Regions from separate parts of the Triticum aestivum genome. Here region 2 is linked to region 1. A link is a contact called in public Hi-C data. All regions are on one chromosome and are shown on one strand. The core of a region is the stretch at or near the end of the contact, and the rest is flanking DNA. Distances in the headings are between cores, read along the strand shown. Region 1 holds the start of LOC123092737. Region 2 holds the start of LOC123092738 (protein MOS2).

Region 1 (4,819 bases), core at 2,067-4,566:
TGCCGATGGGGCGGGGGTTGGAAGACAAGGAAATGACACGCACGAGAGCACGAGCCGTCCCGCGCGCTGCACGACTGGATTGGACGGACCTGGCCCCGGAAAGTGACGGGATGTGTTGTGTTATCCTTCCTTAAGCTTGCTTGCTTCCAACGCACGAAAAAACCATTATGTTGATTTGTACAACAAACTTAGACCAAGGACCCATTCCCGGTTGCTGGTGGTCCGCTCCGATCGCCCCTACCAAATCATATCCTCCGGAGTCCAGACCAGAGGAAGGAAGCATGGCCGCATCTGCATGCAACTGACCTTTTCTTTCCAGCAATCGCACGATCATGATTTTTTGAAACGCAGTCCCTTAGAGCCCGATTCATTAAAAAAGGTCGAAGAGAGGTGCCCAGTTAATTAACGAAAAACCGGGCGAAAACCGTCAACATGCCCGCAAAAACAAGGCACGCAGGGCGACCTGGCAACCCACACAAGAACGCACACACGCCGTCGAAGAGAAAACCACGAACAAGCATCGTGGCCTGCGTCGGTCGATGCCAAACAGTCCACCGCACACGCCGACGACCAGGCAGCTCCGACTCTGTCGACGAACATTGTAGGGGGAAAGCGCTGGGCCTGCGTCGAGCCGGCACCGGAGCCGACCACCCGTCTCGTGTCATCGTTGCCGCGGAAGCACCTCCTCTGCAGCTCCGACTTCAGGAAGACAAATGAGGCCCGGCAACCCCTCGAACACGCCGGATGAGACCGACTACCAAAGCTCAGCAGCCGCCCAACTTCGCTCGAAGCCGTCATCGTTGCCACACTAGAAGTCGCGCAACATCCACATTGTCGGACAGACAGCCGCCGACCGCAATGTCGCGAGTGACCGCAATGTCGCACGATGATGATGAGAGTGAAAGGAACTTGTTCAAGAAAGAAGGCCAAGATTCGAAGAAATGGAGTATATGCAACCAAGTCAAACACTTTGTTTCATAGAGACTATATGCATAGGGCCACATACTATGTGACAAGGAGTATACATTTACTGTCATTTTTTCAGTCAATGAGCTATTTTTTCTCTCACGAGCCATGACCAATTCTTTGTTAAACTGCAGTCCTCGGTGACTCCGCGGCCGGGTGCGGCAAAATTTGGGTTCATTCCCAACTGGGTGAGACACCAGGTGAATGCTCCAACCACTTGCTCTCAAACCAAACAAGGATTATTAACTGATGATGACAACAGAGAGAACTCAAGTGGAACAACTGTCAGATATCGCAGGAAGCCTCCAAGAACTGGCTTCCAGAAGCCGCCAGCGGTTAGGTCATCGCCCGATCACCATGACAAAGGCCCCTGAACAAGCCAACAAGCGACATTGTTGTTGCTGGTTTGTACTCTTCGCTTTTCTGAACCCGGCCCCATCTGCCAAATGCTCACACTATTAACTCCGGCCGACGATCCACCGTCGATGCACTAATGCATGCGGCGAAGTTGAAATTACCACCAACTAAAGTGCAGTACAGCCTTTTCTTTCCTGATTCGGAAAAAAAAATGCAATGTGACCGACAGAAAGATATGGAAAATGTTGGGCAGATTTCTGAAGATTCATCGACAGAAAAACAGAGGAATGGCTTCAGGGGGAAATTTTGCAGAATTCTTTTGCCTGCCCATTGTGTCATGCACTGTAAATTTGTACATCAAAATTAACAAACAAAGGGTGAACTAAGAAATGGAGGAGGAGGAGTTTCTTTCTCTTAATTTCTTCTTTTTTTTCTCTACAGACGGACGGAAGAAGATTTTACGGTGATCAGACGACGGTGTGGCAGAGGCTCGATTTCCACTGCGACTGCCGCGACTCCACGCACGCCAAGAATCTGTACACCTTGCCGAAGACGCAGAGGAAGACGAGGCCGGCCACCAGGCTGTAGGCCGCCACCCCGACGGCGCCGCCCTCGGCCGCCACCCAGCCGACGAGGTACACCGCGTCGGCCGCCACGAACACCCACCCGACGCCCTCCAGCGCCGACCGCGTCCACGCGCTCAGCCGCTCCTCGCCGTAAATCCGGCACACCATCCTGGAGCACAGCGCGAAGATGATGGCCAGCGCCGTCTTGGACAGGCCCCGGTACCGCATCGCCGTGCCGCCCACCACCAGCGGCTCCATGCGGCAGAGGCACGACGCGCACTCCCCGGAGAAGCGCGACCACCGGAGCGCCTCCAGCCCCGTGTAGTAGGGCAGCACCACGGCGTCCAGGTAGAGGCTGGCGTGCAGCACGCCGGACACCGTGGAGGCCTCCAGCACCGCGTACCGGATGTCGCCGTCGGCCTCGTTCCGGAACGCCAGCGCCGACGCCTGCAGCAGCAGCAGCAATGCCGGGCCGAGCTGCGCGAGCGGGAACACGGCGTTGACGCGCTGCCCCTTGGCCAGCGCCAGCAGCACCAGCGGGAGCAGGAACGGGCCCGAGGGGACCAGGTACTTCCTCTTGACGCCCCTCACGCCGGCCGCGCCGCTGCGAACGAGGTCGAGCACGGCGAAGGCCAGCGCGGCGACGAAGCAGTAGGCGGCGAAGGCGGCGACGAGCGCGCCGACGGCGGAGTGGTAGTCGCCGGGGTAGGAGCTGTCGCAGTAGTAGTGGTAGGGGCAGGTGACGAAGTCCGTGGTCTCCTCCAGCTGCCACCGCGTGCACTTGAGTATCTGCCTCGTCACCGCGTCGCCGCCCAGCTGCTGCAGCCGCGGCGTCCACGCCGACCGGCCGGCGCCTCCGAGGAGCGGCGAGAGCATCTGATCATACGACATGGCGTCCGCGGCAAGCTAGCTAGCAGGCCGGCTCCACTCCTCTCTCGTCGTCCGTCCCCCGGCCGACGCCGACGCAGCTCCTGCTCCTTGGTCCTCGACTTGTTGTCCTGTTAGCCAATACGCATTCCCGCATTTGGCGGCCTAATGATGGCTTGCTTTCAGAGGCAGCTCCTCGCCCTCTTCCTCCTCCTCTTACACCCCTTTTCTCCCCCCTTTGGATGGATGGATGGATGGATGGATGGATGCTGGTGTGCTGGAGTTGTTGCTTGTAGAAGAAAGGAGGGAGTTGGAGCTTGGAAAAATTCGGATAGGGAAGGTTTAACTGGAGGCTCCGAGGGAACTTGCCATGCTTGCCCCTGATCTGAAACTTTGAAACAGCACGCACCTCGCCATTATTAAATGATATCAGCTTGTCAAGATAGAGAGATATTGGCTGCTGATATCATTAGCAGAGGCTTTTGTGGCGGGGGCGTTTGGGTCATGTGGCGGTGATGGTTTGCTGTCATGGTGGTTGGGTCGGGGGAGAAGACAGAAGAGAAAGGGAGAGAGTAGGCGAGGCCGATGGAGGGAAGGATTGTTTGACTTTGTTTGTACTGCTGCATTGGTAATGGTTGGTAGGCGAGCGAGGACGGAGACAAACATCTGGTACGTTGTATAATTTGGTGTATACGTTGCAGTACCTGTCTGTTAGCGGTAGTTAAAGTTTGTTGGGGGCTCGATCGTATTTGATTTTCTTCAAAGTACGCAGTTTGTTGGGGTGTTTGGTGAGAATATGGGGCTGGCTCATTCAGCATATTAGTTTACATGCATCATTGGGCATGCATGATTAGCGATCGATTTAGCATCTAGCTACCTCGTCTTGCATTGCATGCACACGTTAGTTTTTTCTTTTCTTTTTGACCTTCATCAGCTTATAAAAGGTGAGTTGGTATCATGGTATGGATGCTCTGCTTCTTCGTGTTCGAAGAGTTTTTCTTTTCTTTTCTTTTTTTACGTTACACGGCAGAGAAATGATGGTGCTATCATTCAGGGCTCCATGGCATCATCGACCAGGATCATTGTATCTAAAAAGAAAGGCATCATGAGGATATATCTTTTATCCACCAGTGTGCAGGACGACTTATTTGTCTCTGCTGGAATTATTTGGTGGTAGGTGTTCACAACTCAGACAGCCAGGTAGGCCATGATCTTCCCCTAGAGGAAGGAGGAGGGTCGTGGCGTCCCAGTCTAATGTTTGTGCTCTGCATGTCTGTCTCTGGTAAAACGACTGCGGCTGCTAAAAACTTTTCTGAAAGCGGTCATGTGAGGCCGCGCTGAACGGAAGCTACAATATTGATATCTCCATATGACCATATAGATCGCCAACCGCTCAACTGGATATCGTCGTCGTCGCGTGGGCATGCATCATGTGGAAGGGTGCCACTGCTCGTTTAATATTCACCCCCCTACAGGCTACAGGACATCTTCTTGCCAAACATGTGCTGATGCACCAGGGAAATGAAATGGATAGATATATCATATAGGCTGGGAATGGCAGCTGCTCAGGATGTTGGGCAAAGCTTTTAGATAATAATAATAATAATAATAATAATAATAATAATAATAATAATAATAATAATAATAATAATAATCTCTGAGTCCAGTCTTCAAACAACAGTGATCTGAAACTTGGTGCAAGCCCAAAAATATTGGGAAAGACATTGGACCCTGTCTCTGAGAAGGACTGCATATGTATTGTGAAACATTTTGCTTGTCAAGGCCGTGGAGCCAAACCGAGAATGTTTCAACATCAGAAGAAGAGTCGGCTAGATCAGCCTCTCCTAGTCTACCATTAATTGGCCGAGTCTAATTTGCATCATGCTGCAGTGGCAAGCAATCTGTGACACGAGCCATCTGCGCACGTCAATCCGTGTAGGCGCAGCGGCCCTCGCCAGTCAATATCTGCTACGGAGAGGCGCCCTTTTGGACGAGCGAGTGATCCTGGAAATTTACCTGTCCGAGATCACGACATTCTGGTACCGCGAACACCTTTTAAATTA
Region 2 (4,230 bases), core at 492-2,991, 270 kb before region 1:
CTTAGATACAAGGGTCACCTTCTGACATCATCGATTAGCATGAGGTTTTGACCCATATGCAGCAGACTTAAACAAACAGATTATACAAAGCAAAAACTGACAGTTTGCTGAAGGTTTTACACATCCAAGCAACAAATAATAGTAATAAAACGATTAACATTGTGTTCAAGATTTTACATCCAAGCAGCAACTGATAGTTATTACTAAGGAACAGATATTACCGCACATTAGAAGAGCTCCTGGAAAACAGATGTCCCCTCCTCAAGAAGAAATAATCAGTGCCCAAGCAATTCTGGGTCCCCAACGTACTCTGCAATCTGATCATATTTCACACGCACCATGTCTTTTGTATCCGCATCCTCCACTACTGCAGTCTCTGCCTCTGAATTCTTCTCTACCAGATGCCCATACACACCCTTGTGCTTCCCACAGAGCACAAGCACTTGCCCGTTTGTCCGTGGCAGGACCGTTTCAAGCATATCCTGCTCCACCCCCTGCACAAGCTCTGACCCATCATCCATCATTATGTCACATGTCGTTGGTCCAACCACATCAACAATTTTTGCCTTCTGCAGGTACAACCTTCTGCTGAACCTCTCATTAACAACTCTAACCCTAATATTGCTCTGTAACCAGCGCACTTTGTTACCAACATCACGGCTACTCTTTTCTTCTCGACTATCCCGAGAATTTCTCTCTTTCTCTCGAACCACCCTATCAGCCCTAAGATCACCAGATCTCTTCTGCCGGGCACTTGAATCCCTCTCCCGGACTCTGTCTTCCTTGTCCCTATCTCTCTTCTTTGCATTTCCATTCTCTGCGGACTTCTTTCCACCATTCTCTGTCGGCTTCTTTCCACCAATAACCCAGTCGCCAGAGCGAGTCTTCTTAGGGTCTGCCTCAGAAGGGTCGTAGCCTAATCCCAGCGTACCGGCACGGCGGTTATACTCAACAACCTTGGTATCTTCCTTGTTATTGCGGCCGAGCCCTTTGCCTTCTGACCAGCCGTAACCAGCAAGGAGGGCAGCACCGAAGCCCTCCACAGGCACCTCCGCAAACTCGTCTATACCACGGTGGTCGGGGAGGCTGGCCATGTCCTCCTTGTACCGTCGCAGCATAAGGTCACCGCTGGAGCCGCCATCTCTGGCTGGAGAGGTCGGCTTCTTCTCTGGTTCCTTGGAAGACTGCGTCTTCCCCGGCTCCGTGGCGTCGGCCTCAGCGTCGGCATCGGCGCCGCGTCGGGTGAGGCCATACCCTATGTGGGAGGAGGGATTGTCCGGGGCCTCGGAGGTGTCGAGCACGAATGTGGGGCCACCGGCGGTGGAGGCGGCGAGGGCGGCCTCCTCCTCGGGGGTCGGGAGGGAGGAGGGTTTGCGGGAGCGGTGGTTGAGGAAGTGGCCGGAGTTGGGGAGGGGCGCGATGACGGCGGACGCGGCGCCGGCGGCTAGGGTTTGCGACGGATCGAACTCGGTGACGAATTGCTGGGCGGGGGCAGCGGCCGCGGAAGCGGAGTTGCCGCTAGCGGCGGAGGAATCAGCGCCGGCGGCGGGGCGGGGCTTGGGCGGCCTTAGCTTGGAAGGGATGGAGAAGGACAGCTTCTTCTCCTTCTCCATGGCGGCGGCGATTTGGGGGAAAGCGTGTGGAGTCTGTGGGGGACGCAGAAACACGAAAAAAATAGTACTAGTAGTACAGGAAAGAACGAACCGAGTTCGTGTGACGTTGAGACTGGGTATCGGCTGAGCCCCCCAGTGGTCCACTGGAAAGGCTTTCTGTATATTTATGGGTTTGGCCCACCAAAGGTAACAGCGGGCTGCCAGATCAGTGGGCTGGAACGGGCGCTTAGGGCGCGCCTATGAACGGCCTGAAGCGAGCGCCTAAATGTTTCTGCTGTAGACAAAAAATATACCATGTACTCCCTCCATTCCTAAATGTTTGTCTTTTAGAGATTTCAAATGGACCGGCACATACGGATGTATATAGACATATTTGAGTGTAGATTCACTCATTTTACTTCGTATGTAGTCACTTGTTGAAATCTCTAGAAAGACAAATATTTAGGAACGGAGGGAATATATGGAAAAAACTAAGATCAAAAAATAAAAAATTCAGAAACTTTATTCATGTTTTAAATATTAAAATTGTACAAAAATATGTTTGATGTATACAACACATCTACAATGTCTATGAAAAAAGTAAGTAGCAAAAAAATATATGTTTAAAAAAATGTTAATCATATATTTGAAAAAATATAAACATGCATATATAAAATATTAAACATATATATATATAATGTATCGAATAAATATTAACCACATGTACAAAAATAAACTTGTATTAGAAAAGTTACTCCCTTTGTAAACTATTATAAGAGCGTTTAGATCACTATTTTAGTGATCTAAATGCTCATGTATTAGTTTACAGAGGGAGTACAGATGTATAACAAAAGTGTACAATGTCTATGAAACAATAGTTATCAAAAAATCATTTGAAAAATATTAACAATGAATTAAAAAAGCTTAAACATGTCCTAAATATGTTATCTATGTATGCGAAAAATGTAAAACAAAAACTGAAATAAGAAAAGGAAAAGGAGAAAAGGGAAACCAAACAAACAAGTGCAAAAAAAATGAAAACCGAGAAAAAAAAGCAAAGTAAAAACAAAAAACAGATGAAGCCAAGAAAAAAGCAAAAAATGGAAGAAAGAAAGGAGAAAATGAGACCAAAAAGAAAACCAACAAATAATATGAAAGAAACAAAAAAAATTGAAGAAATGACAAAAAAGAAGTACAATGAAGAAAAATGAAAAATGAAATAAAACCGATGAAGAAGTAAGAAAACCAAACCGAAAAATAAGAAAAGAACAACAAAAAAATAGAAACACCCGAATTAACACATTAGCGAACTGATTGACGATGAAGGACTTGGTAACACGCTATTGAGTAGGCACATACGCGTGCACACTGCAGGGAAGCTTTAGACGAGGGGAGCTGCCATCTCGCTGTAAGCGAGATATAGAGCACTTAAGGGGTGCACGAAAATCATTAGTTAATAGTTCAGGGTCATCCTTTACAGAAATTGTTTCCCACCTTCTGAGATGCTGACAAGTGGCACCACTTGTCACAACCAAGGAGATTTCTTTTTTAGTAAATTCGTCTATTTAAAATATTTTATCTTTTATACCATGTGTTTAAATCCCGAATCGTTTTCCTATTGGATTTCTAATGTGATATGTTCGAAGTTAGATCTCATGTTAATAGATTTCCATGAATATTTTTTCACGGAAAAAACGAATACTAGTATAGAATAATATAGAATAAAAACAAAAAAAGAGAACCAAAAAAAATACAGGAAAATAGAAGAAAAAAATCAGAGCCCGGGAGCTTGGTTCCGATTTTTCATATTATTATTTTTCCTTTTTTTGACAACGCGGAGGAAAATCTATGCTTCTCTCATGGAAGCATAGATTTTTTTTTCCCCGAGAAGCACAGTGTTGCTTCTTGCAGAAGCAAAACTCTCCTTCCATGAGAAGCAAATCTCGCTTCTCGTGGAAGCACAACTATGTGCTTCTCGCGGAAGTTAAATATGTAGTTCCACGCGAAGCAAATCTATGCTTCTCGTGAAAGCATAATTTTTTTTCCTTTTCTGAGAACCATAGTTGTGGTTCGCAAAAAGAATCCACAACAACATAGGGAAAAGCAGACGAATACCGAAAAACTAAAATAACCCAAAAATCCCAAACCACAAAAAATGTGTACAGGATAATCAAAACTAAATTTAGAGGGAGCACCAGCACGTGACACGTGACAATGGCTGGGCGGTCAACTTGACATGATCGCATGCTACAAAAAGTGACCATTTGCAGGAGCCTCGGCAGGGGTAACCCTTTGTTAGTTGCTTCCACGAGGGGTGCTGCTATGTGCCACCTACTGCGAGATGTATGGCCGCCTCACCTATAGGTTGTAGATGGTGGGTCGGGCAGTAGAAAGTGGCTTGTCATGCTGGCGCCAAACGATTATCTTTTTTCCTTTTGTACATTTATTTATATTTAAATTAAATGCATATAGTTAAAAATTAAAATTTGCATACGAAATTTGAAAATTTCAACATAGTATAAAAAATTGTTAGAGTAGCTTTAAAAAATGTTGATAACTTTCAATAAAAAAGTTTGCAACAATTAAAAAGACTGTTATCGTGTTTCAAAAAAATATATATATTTTTTTGATAAAAAAT

The links. A called contact is a pair of places that touch in the nucleus more often than the background predicts.
Region 2: a contact with region 1 is called in a Hi-C map of leaf, with 4 times the contacts expected there. The contact joins the promoter of LOC123092738 here to the promoter of LOC123092737 in region 1. A contact is called at or near these places in 2 of 5 Hi-C or Micro-C datasets (both in leaf).

Annotation. Positions count from the first base shown.
Region 1 is chr4B:465,003,623-465,008,441 of IWGSC CS RefSeq v2.1, reverse strand. It overlaps LOC123092737, which reads right to left and starts at 3,316. Exons shown (of 1, transcript XM_044514556.1): 1 at 1,612-3,316. The coding sequence starts at 2,780. The coding sequence ends at 1,791.
Region 2 is chr4B:465,275,326-465,279,555 of IWGSC CS RefSeq v2.1, reverse strand. It overlaps LOC123092738 (protein MOS2), which reads right to left and starts at 1,741. Exons shown (of 2, transcript XR_006444824.1): 1 at 222-1,741.